2 separate regions of the Sus scrofa genome follow, and region 1 is linked to region 2. Evidence: chromatin contacts called from public targeted proximity ligation data. All regions are on one chromosome and are shown on one strand. The core of a region is the stretch at or near the end of the contact, and the rest is flanking DNA. Distances in the headings are between cores, read along the strand shown.

What was found.
Region 1: a contact with region 2 is called in a targeted proximity ligation map of alveolar macrophages. A contact is called at or near these places in 2 of 2 datasets of targeted methods (alveolar macrophages and skeletal muscle).

Annotation. Positions count from the first base shown.
Region 1 is chr5:58,237,080-58,241,323 of Sscrofa11.1, reverse strand. No RefSeq gene overlaps it. Among named protein-coding and RNA genes, the nearest start is that of ATF7IP, 89 kb to the right of the region's middle.
Region 2 is chr5:57,582,299-57,586,710 of Sscrofa11.1, reverse strand. ARHGDIB (Rho GDP dissociation inhibitor beta) reads right to left here. Exons shown (of 6, transcript NM_001244240.1): 2 at 7-190. The coding sequence starts at 184. It also overlaps a transcript of PDE6H not described here. Among named protein-coding and RNA genes, the nearest start is that of ARHGDIB, 7.8 kb to the right of the region's middle.

The sequences.
Region 1 (4,244 bases), core at 179-2,678, 650 kb before region 2:
CTGCGTGGAGCAGTCTTTCTCTGGACTGGAGGAAGAGGTGGTTTTTTTTTGCAGAAGGAATTGGCAGACCCTTGTCCCCTGGTGGTAGGGAAGGTTTTGATGGGGGAGGGGAACTCCAGATTCAAAAATCAAAAAAGAGGGGAGGGAGGAATTTTAGAGCAAAATCAAGTACTGCAGATGAGAAAACACAGACTGTAAGAAATAGATGATTCGTCTGTTTCTCTCTCTCTTTTTTTAAGAGGATAAAAATCAAGAAACTGTGAAGATTCCAGTATACTCAGTAACTCACACATTATGGGAAGAAACAAAACAGTAGTTACTCAGAGTTTACAAGAGAAAGAGAACACAGGGGAAGTCTTGAAAAAGCTACAAGGTGTAAAAGAAGAAAAGTAGTCCAGAAAGTACTGGACTGGAGCTAGAGACATGGTATCTGAACTTATCTGTTCAACAAATATTTATTCCTTGTTACTTTTTTGCCAAGTATTCTTTCAAAAGCTGGTTTTACAGTTTTGATTGGACAGATATGGCCTTTAGGAGATTTAAAAAGCTCGTGAAGGAGGAAAAAAATACAAGAAAACAAACATATACAACTGTAAGATATAGTGCTGCTACAATAGGAAAAAAAAGAGGATGTCATATGAGAAGATAACAGGGTATAAGGAATCTACTTTTGACAAAGCAGTAAGACTTCTTCCAGGAGGTGACATATAAGGAAAGGCTTGAGAGGTGAGGCCTGACCATAAATAGGAGGAACTGGAGAAGGGAGGAGCATTTTAAGCAAGTGAAACAAAAGGTGAGAAGATCCTAAAGTAACAAATGATCTAACAAGGAGGAGGCTTATCTGGATTACTTGACCTCCAGTATAGCTTAAACTACTGTTTTTCTTCCCATAATAATTACTTAAGCTTTGTAAATTTCATAAAAACAAATTTAATTGAGCAACTGACCTTTTATACATACGTTTTGAGGATTACCTTCACCCAAAACCAGTCTTTCTCAGGGTACTAGACAAAGCCCCCCCCCCCCTCACATAAAAATAGCTTTTCCAGATCTACTGGGGAAAAAAATTGGCTTTTTTCCAGGGCTTTCTGCTCTACTGAAACTAAACATGTAAATGATCAATTTAACTCTGGTTTTTAGTTTAGGATAAATGACAGCATTTATGGTTCTGCTTGGGGATGTAGGGGTGAATTTTAAACTGCTGAGTTTTAATTAATCCTTTGTAACCTCACAGAAGCAAAATGTCTGTGATCCTCGTTTGGTAAAAGAGCCTGATACCAAGCACACAAGTAAGACAAATGAAATGCACACGAAACAAGTAAAGAGAAGGATTCCTAAAAAAGCAGCCTGTTATTTGTGCTTCGACATATAATTGAGACAGGCTCAAAAGGCCTTCCGACGATGTGACACGTTGCTCGCTTTGGCCAGCAGGGGGAGACTAGTGAGTCGTCAAGCACCGAAAGGAGACACACCCCGAATATGGTTGCTTATCATCTGTGTCCTCTCTGATTTTTCAAAAACCCACAAGAAGAAAACAAAAAATTCTTCGCAAGAAACGCTTAATATTTAAAAACTGAGATTAAATTCACATGACATAAAATCAACATTGTAAAATGTACAATTGAGTGGCATTTAATACCTCCACGATGTTGTACAATCGCCCCCTCTTATCTAGTTCCAAAACGTGAGAAATGCTTAAATTTGATAGAAAACTTACAGAAGCCCAGCCCTATCCTTTCCTCATTCCGTCACACTCCTAGTTTTGCCTCCACCTGCATCACGTTAGGAATGGTTCCCGCGCATTCTCCAAACAGCCTTCTTCCCTAAACAATTCACAGAATCTGACCAGGGGTTATAATTACACGTTCGAAAACCAAAACAATCTCAAGTCTTCAGTTCTTTTCTCTGGGAATCGCGCAGTTGCAACAGTTAGTATGAGTGGCTACTTAAAAATTCCATACATTTTATGTTTTGTCATTTCTCAACAAAGAAATGAATAAATTATTTTGACTTAAATATAGCTACAAAACAAATTAATCTTTCAGCCTTTGAATTGAAATTTAAAGTTATTTCCATCCAGAGTGAAGATTTAAGATATTTCTAGGTTAAAATGAGAGCCAAGATTTTAAGGGCACCATGTCAATTGGTTTAGATAACAAATTTGAGAAAAGCAGAACTAAATAGTTAATGTAATAAAAGCTGAAGCTTTACAACCTAAATCCACTATTTTATTAAAGAATTTAATCTACTTCAGGGGGCCTTGGCCCAGGGAAGGGTAAAAAAATGCCAAACTGGAAAGCAGGGGGAGGGGAATTGCTGTTGGTGACTCTGGGAAAACAGGAGGGAGGGAAACAGAGGAGCAAATGAGGCCGGATCCGCCCTAACAAAGAGGCAGAAACTGTGTCTCAACAGCCACCAAATCCAGTTCAGGGCGGTTTGAGCCAGTTTCTGAGCTGGATTGAGAACAACAGCCTCGGCTGAGACTTGATGAGGGTGAAAGAGAAAATACAAAATGGATTTCGCAGAGAGAAGTGGATTCGGCCTGGACTCGCAGGAGCCTAAAGCTGTTTCCTGGCGTTGCAAAGTCAGATAAAATATAAGGCCTGGAGCCGGAACAGTGGCCTATTGCGGAAGGAAAAATGACAGAGCACTGCCTCTGTGCCTTGATCCAGTCCGCATTTTCCCTTCTACTTCCCCTAATTGTGGCTGGTAAGGGAAAGGGCCTCAGGGTATCAGTTTTCAGAGAAAGCTGGCTGCGGTGTTGGGGGAGGGGAGGAGTCTGTGTCAAGGGTAGTTTAACGTGTGTGCGGGTGTGGGGGAGGGATGTGTGAGAGGGTCTGAAGGAGAGGGAACAACGCTTCACACCGTGCAGTTCACACCGCCTTTCCACACCTCTGCTGCATTATTGCACAATCTCAATATACACCGCACATAGGTGTCTTGGGAGCGCCCTACATACACTTGGCATTTGTACATGTAATGACCAGGTTCCTTCGGCCCTGTGCATTAACGACCATAAAGACTGTCCACATGCTCTTTTCATTCGTGCCGTAAAAACACATACGAGCTGTACATACCTTCTCAACCAAGAGACCTGGCAGTGTTGGGTAACAGTGGAATGATAATCCTGTCCTCGCTTCCCCTCCCCCAGGTGCCAGAACCTCTGACATCTGATCAGTCCCACCCTCGAAGTGGCTCCTCTGAGCGTCTAACAGTCTGAGCTGTGGTCCGCAGCTGTCGAGGGTGTGCACATCCTGCGGCCAGGTTCGACTGAGAGCTTCTGGGACCGGTTACATCTCCTGACCCCCCAAAACTCCAAAAGCTGCCCAGGAATTCTAGCCAAAGTCCGAACTTAGCTGGGGGAGGGGCCAGAGCAAATTTTGGGGTGGCGTTGCTAAATTCCCTTTCCCCTGAATATCCCAAGGATGTTTAGAATCTTCCAGAGGCACCAGATGAGTGCCTTCAGACCTTAAGGCTTGTTTGAATTGGAAGGCAGCCCTGGTTTGGGGAGGACTGTGGAGACCCCTGTGAGTGTACAGTCTGGGTCTCTTTCTCTCCCCTCTTCCTTTCTCTCTCCCTATGTCCCTCTCTCTCTCTCTCCCCCCCCTTCTCCCCCCCACTCTCTCTCTCTCTCTCACACACACACACACACACACACACACACACACTCAAAACCGGGTCTGTAGGGTTTCAAAATCCCTTGAGAAATTGGGGGAGGTGAGAGGGAGGTCAAACTAAAAGCCGTCACTGCTATTTTAACCTTGTTAATCTATCGTTGATATACCGGTGAACAGTTGGAACACATCCACTACGCATTATTTATATGCAACAATCGTCCATAAACGAAGCTTGTTACTATCATGTCTTATTCGACGCTATTGCACAAATAAGTAACTTACGCAGCGCTTCTATATTCATTTCATTAACTATTACACCTTGGCTGCTATAGCCTCTGCTAGAAAGTTTTTTGGGGGTTTGGGGTTTTTTAGTAGAGGGCAGGGTTTTTCCCCACAAGAACATGCAGAAGGCTGCAAGGAGATAACAATAACAGCAATAATCAGAATCATAATATTGAGAGCTTGCTGTAAGTGAAACACAGTACCAAGTATTTCACATATTAAATTATCTTATTCAATACTCACCATATATCTCTAAGTTAGACATTATCGTTCCCATTCTGGAGATGAGGAAAACGGTGCTTGGAAAGATTAGGTATTTCATCTATTTAAATGGCAGACCAAGAT
Region 2 (4,412 bases), core at 206-2,705:
ACACACCTGCTACTACAGGACCGTCCCCCAGGAGCGTTTTCTTGTACTTAGTTAGACTTTCATCATCTTTGTCCATCTCTTGCAGCTCCTTCAGGGACTTCTGAGGTGGAGGCTTATAATTGAGCTTGCCATCTAGCTCATCGTCGTCCTCCTCCAGGTGTGGTTCTGGGTCCTTTTCAGTCATTTTGATCTAGAGAGAGAGAGGGAGCGAGATAATATGATGATCTATTAGGCTGTCGATGGATAAGAACAATATTTATGGGTCTGCTGTTAGCATTATCTCTGCCCTAATGAACTTCTCTAATTGTCAGTGACTTTCCAGGAAAATTTCCCCTAATTCAGCCTCATTCCCATTCATGAAATAAGAATATAATGTTTCCAGTCTTTTCTCTGATATGCCTATATTTTCCTGTACTGGGATGAGTCTCTCCTGTTCATTGAAGAAATCTGACAAAAAACAAAAACAAAAACAAACTCATTTGTGAAGTCTGTAATACAAGTGAAACAACACAGCACAAGCACAAACTGTTCTGAACACTCAATGAATGGCCCCAGTTCATAGAGTTACAGAGATGGTCACAGTTCTTCAAATCCAGCCAGCCTTGCCAGCGTCAAAGCTCTCAGCATCCTGGTTATGACGGTTTCAAGTGCTTGCTAAAGAGAGTTAGCTTTCTCACATTCATTGAATCTTTCCCTGAACCCCTGCAAGGGCTCAAAGGCAACTCATGAGAAGTTGTGGGCTTCTATGATACCTGCCTGAGTATCTGAATTGTTTCTGTCCAACACTGCCAATAATTCCTTGAGGGCAGGTGCTAAGTTATGTGTTTCCTTTGAATCTCCCCAAACACTTGAATGGTTCAGCCATTTTCTAAGCATTCATTGATTGACTTACTAGGCTCCATCTATAAAGATCTTCTGTTCTTTTGAAATGACACAAAATAGCAAAGGACTCTAAATTCCTCCAAATTGTAACTATGTCTTTAGTACCCTTCCATTTAGCTCCACCTCCTTTTTTTAGTATGTCCCTCCATCTCCAGGTTTCCTGTGACCTCACCTGGGCATTCCTTGGGGTCTGTCTTCTTTATTATCTACATTTCTTTGTTTTGTGTTAAAACATCAAGGAAAGAGCTACTAGAATTATTCACAATTAAGTGTTTTGTTTTGTTTTTTTCTTTTCGTTTCGGCTGCTCCTGTAGCATATGGAATTTCCCAGGCCAGGGATCAAACCTGTGCCATAGCAGTGATAATGCCAGTTCCTGGTTCCTTAACCCACTGAACCACCAGGGAACTCCAAATTATTCACACTTAAGTGTTGATGACTGAATAATAGATTTAAAAATTCTTCCTCTTAGGGCATGTATAGTCAGAGCTTTTCAGAGCTGAAATGAACCTTTTCAGAGCTGTTATGTTCCTACCCTTCCTTTAATCCTTGAGAAAATTGAAACCCAGAGGTTGAGAGAATTGCCCAAGTTCACGTAGCTGGATGAGATGCAGTGTCCTAAGAGAGAGGAAGAATCTCTCCTGGAAGAATTTCAGGCCCTGTGGCAAGTAGCAGGGAAGCTATTTTTGGGGGAAACAAGGGAGATATTTGGCCAAGGAGATAATTTCCTCACTTCCCTTTTTTCTACTCTGAGGGTAACTCTCTTTCCTGCCTTGGGAAAATGCTTCATTGCTCTTAAGTGGCAGAACTCTAAGACAACATCTATCATATCTCATCCTGTGTGACTCTGCAAACCTCTCTAAAGTCCCCTGAGAGTGAAGCTATCTCTGGCTGAAATCAGTTGTGGTTTTGAGTTTCATGTCACTATTATTGGCAACGGGAAGAAAAATAATTTGGAAGTGACGCCAAATGAAAGCAATTTTAACAGAAAAAAAGAAAAGGCAAAGAAAGGCTATCTCTTGGCTCATCCATTGTCTTCCAGCAAAATAACAAGCCAAACACTATGAGTCTTGACCAGCTCTGAAAACAGCATTGCAATGCCCAGGTCCACTTCCTGTGCAGCAAAGAAGAAAGTGGGCCTGTTCCCAAGGCAACTCTTGCTTCAGCTGAAGAACCAGCCCTCTGGGAGCTGAGCCTCCAGAGAACAGCACAATAAACAGTGACTAACTCAACTCATATTCCAAACCACACTCAGGGAGTGAATGAACTGCTTGGAAAGACAAAGAAGGATGCAGTGGGTGGAGGTTGTAGGTGGTGGGTCGTTTAAGGACAGCCATTAAGTAACAGATAAAGAGTAACACAGATGAGACTAATCAGATGAGACAGGTTCTCCTCTGGTGACACCCAGGAGCCTGACCAGATACCCAGAGTAGAGGTTATGTAAGAAACCAACCAGACAGGGCATCAGGAAAGCTATCTACAGATGAAGACATCTCAGCTCCTATGGACAAACCTTTCTGGAATGGGTTGTTTGGTTCTAACAAGTCATGTGCTTGAAGTTTGACTATGAGATGATGACATCACATCCAGCCACTAAGTACCTCAAGGAATTACAATAACCTGCAGGGAATTGTGATTCCACATCCTCAAATCTCAAATTTGAAAGGAGAGAGAGAGAGAGAGGAGGGGGAAGGTTTGGTCTGGAATACCATTTGCTAACTTCTAACAGTGTGTGTGATCATTGGCAAGTCAATTTATCTGTCTTCTAGATCTTAATGCTTTCATTAGTAAATCTGAAGTCATTTCTAAATTTCCTTGGTTCATTGCAAACAGATACAAGAATTGGTGTATACAAATGAGCCACAAATTTATTTAAAGACATCAAAGAGTGGAGGATAAGGTGGGATTACTGTATCTTCTAGAGGAGGAAATCCGGGACCACATGGAAAAAATTTTATCTCACTATGTAGCATAAGAAAAAGAGATATGGAGTTCCCATCGTGGCTCAGTGGTTAACGAATCCAATTAGCAACCATGAGGTTTTGCATTTGATCCCTGGCCTTGCTCAGTGGGTTAAGGATCTGGTGTTGCCATGAGCTGTGGTGTAGGTCGCAGACATGGCTTGGATCTGGCTTTGCTGTGCTGTGGCGTAGGCCGGCAGCTACAGCTCTGATTGGACCCCTAGCCTGGGAACCTCCCTATGCCGCAGGAGGTTCTAGGAGTGGCCCTAGAAAAGGCAAAAAGACAAAAAAAAAAAAAAAAAAAAAAAGAAAGAAAGAAAGAAAAAGAGATATGAAGTCAAATGAGCCCAAATCAGCTTACTCTAGAAAGCTTATTGGAAAAAGATAAAAATGTCATAATATGGCAATAAAGAGCCAGAAAGCACTTCTCAGGGAAAGCCTTTTTAAAAGCAAAATTAAGGTCACAAATATTTGAAGTGCTACAAAAGACACTTTACTTCAGTACGCACTGATGTTTAAGTTACCCTCCAAAGTGGAGAAAATTTGGAGGCTGAGCAATCTAGCCATACAACCTGGCTGGGTTGATGGATGGTTCTTTATCTTTCTGGAGATTGTAAGTCTCTTTAAAAATCTGCTAAGAGCCATGCATGGTCCTTATAAAAGGAAGAATGGGATAAGCCCATGACATTGTGCATTCAATACAGGTGTTCTTGGGCCCCTGAAGTTCTTCAGAGACTTTATTGGAGTCCAACGTTAGGAGCCTGACTTTGTCACTTTTGGAAACATGAAGCAGACTGCTGAGTGTCAAAAAGGAAGCTTGCTTCTCTCTGAGGCTGGGCCTGGCCAAGGACACAACTCGACCTCAAGCCAAGGATCCTGTCTGTGAACCTGAAACACGGGATATGTAGAAGGAGGAGGAGATACTGGGTAACATCTGGAGCTGGGGGAGCAGGACCACCAAGCCTGGCAGAAGAGCAACAGGGCACAGCGAGCAGCTTTTAGGAGAAAAGTTCTGTGTCAATCTACTTGATTCTGCATCATCATCTCCTCGCTGCACTAGACCTCACCATGCATGGTTTTTCTGCTGGCTTTGCTGCTCACTAGCTGAGACCCCGCTACCCCACCCCGGGCCAAATGTTCCAACCCCTGTGATCTTCCTTTCCACTTGGGAAGTGAGGGGTTAGGGCAGACCCCTAAGCACCTCTAGGTGCTTTCCTTTTCTAAGGCCTCTGCCTGCACGTTTTTTCCCGACCTGTAGTCAGGTGTCAGCTAAGTTGCTGTTTGGTTACCTTATGTCATCTGTATAAATGAGAAACTCTCTCTGTTTTATTATTTCACATTTAGGTGATTTTCCCAAAGATGCTGCATTTTTGATTTCACAGTTCATCTCTGGGGCACTTCAGAGTCTCTCAAAGCCCCAGCCATAACTTGTCTATAGAGCTTGGTCACGATTTCCCAAACCACATGTGTGTACGTTTAACCGCAAATATCCTTTTTCTATTAATCCTCCCATTGGATAGGTGCTTGCTGGGGTGAGACCAGGCATTTTATGGAACATCCAGACTCTTTTC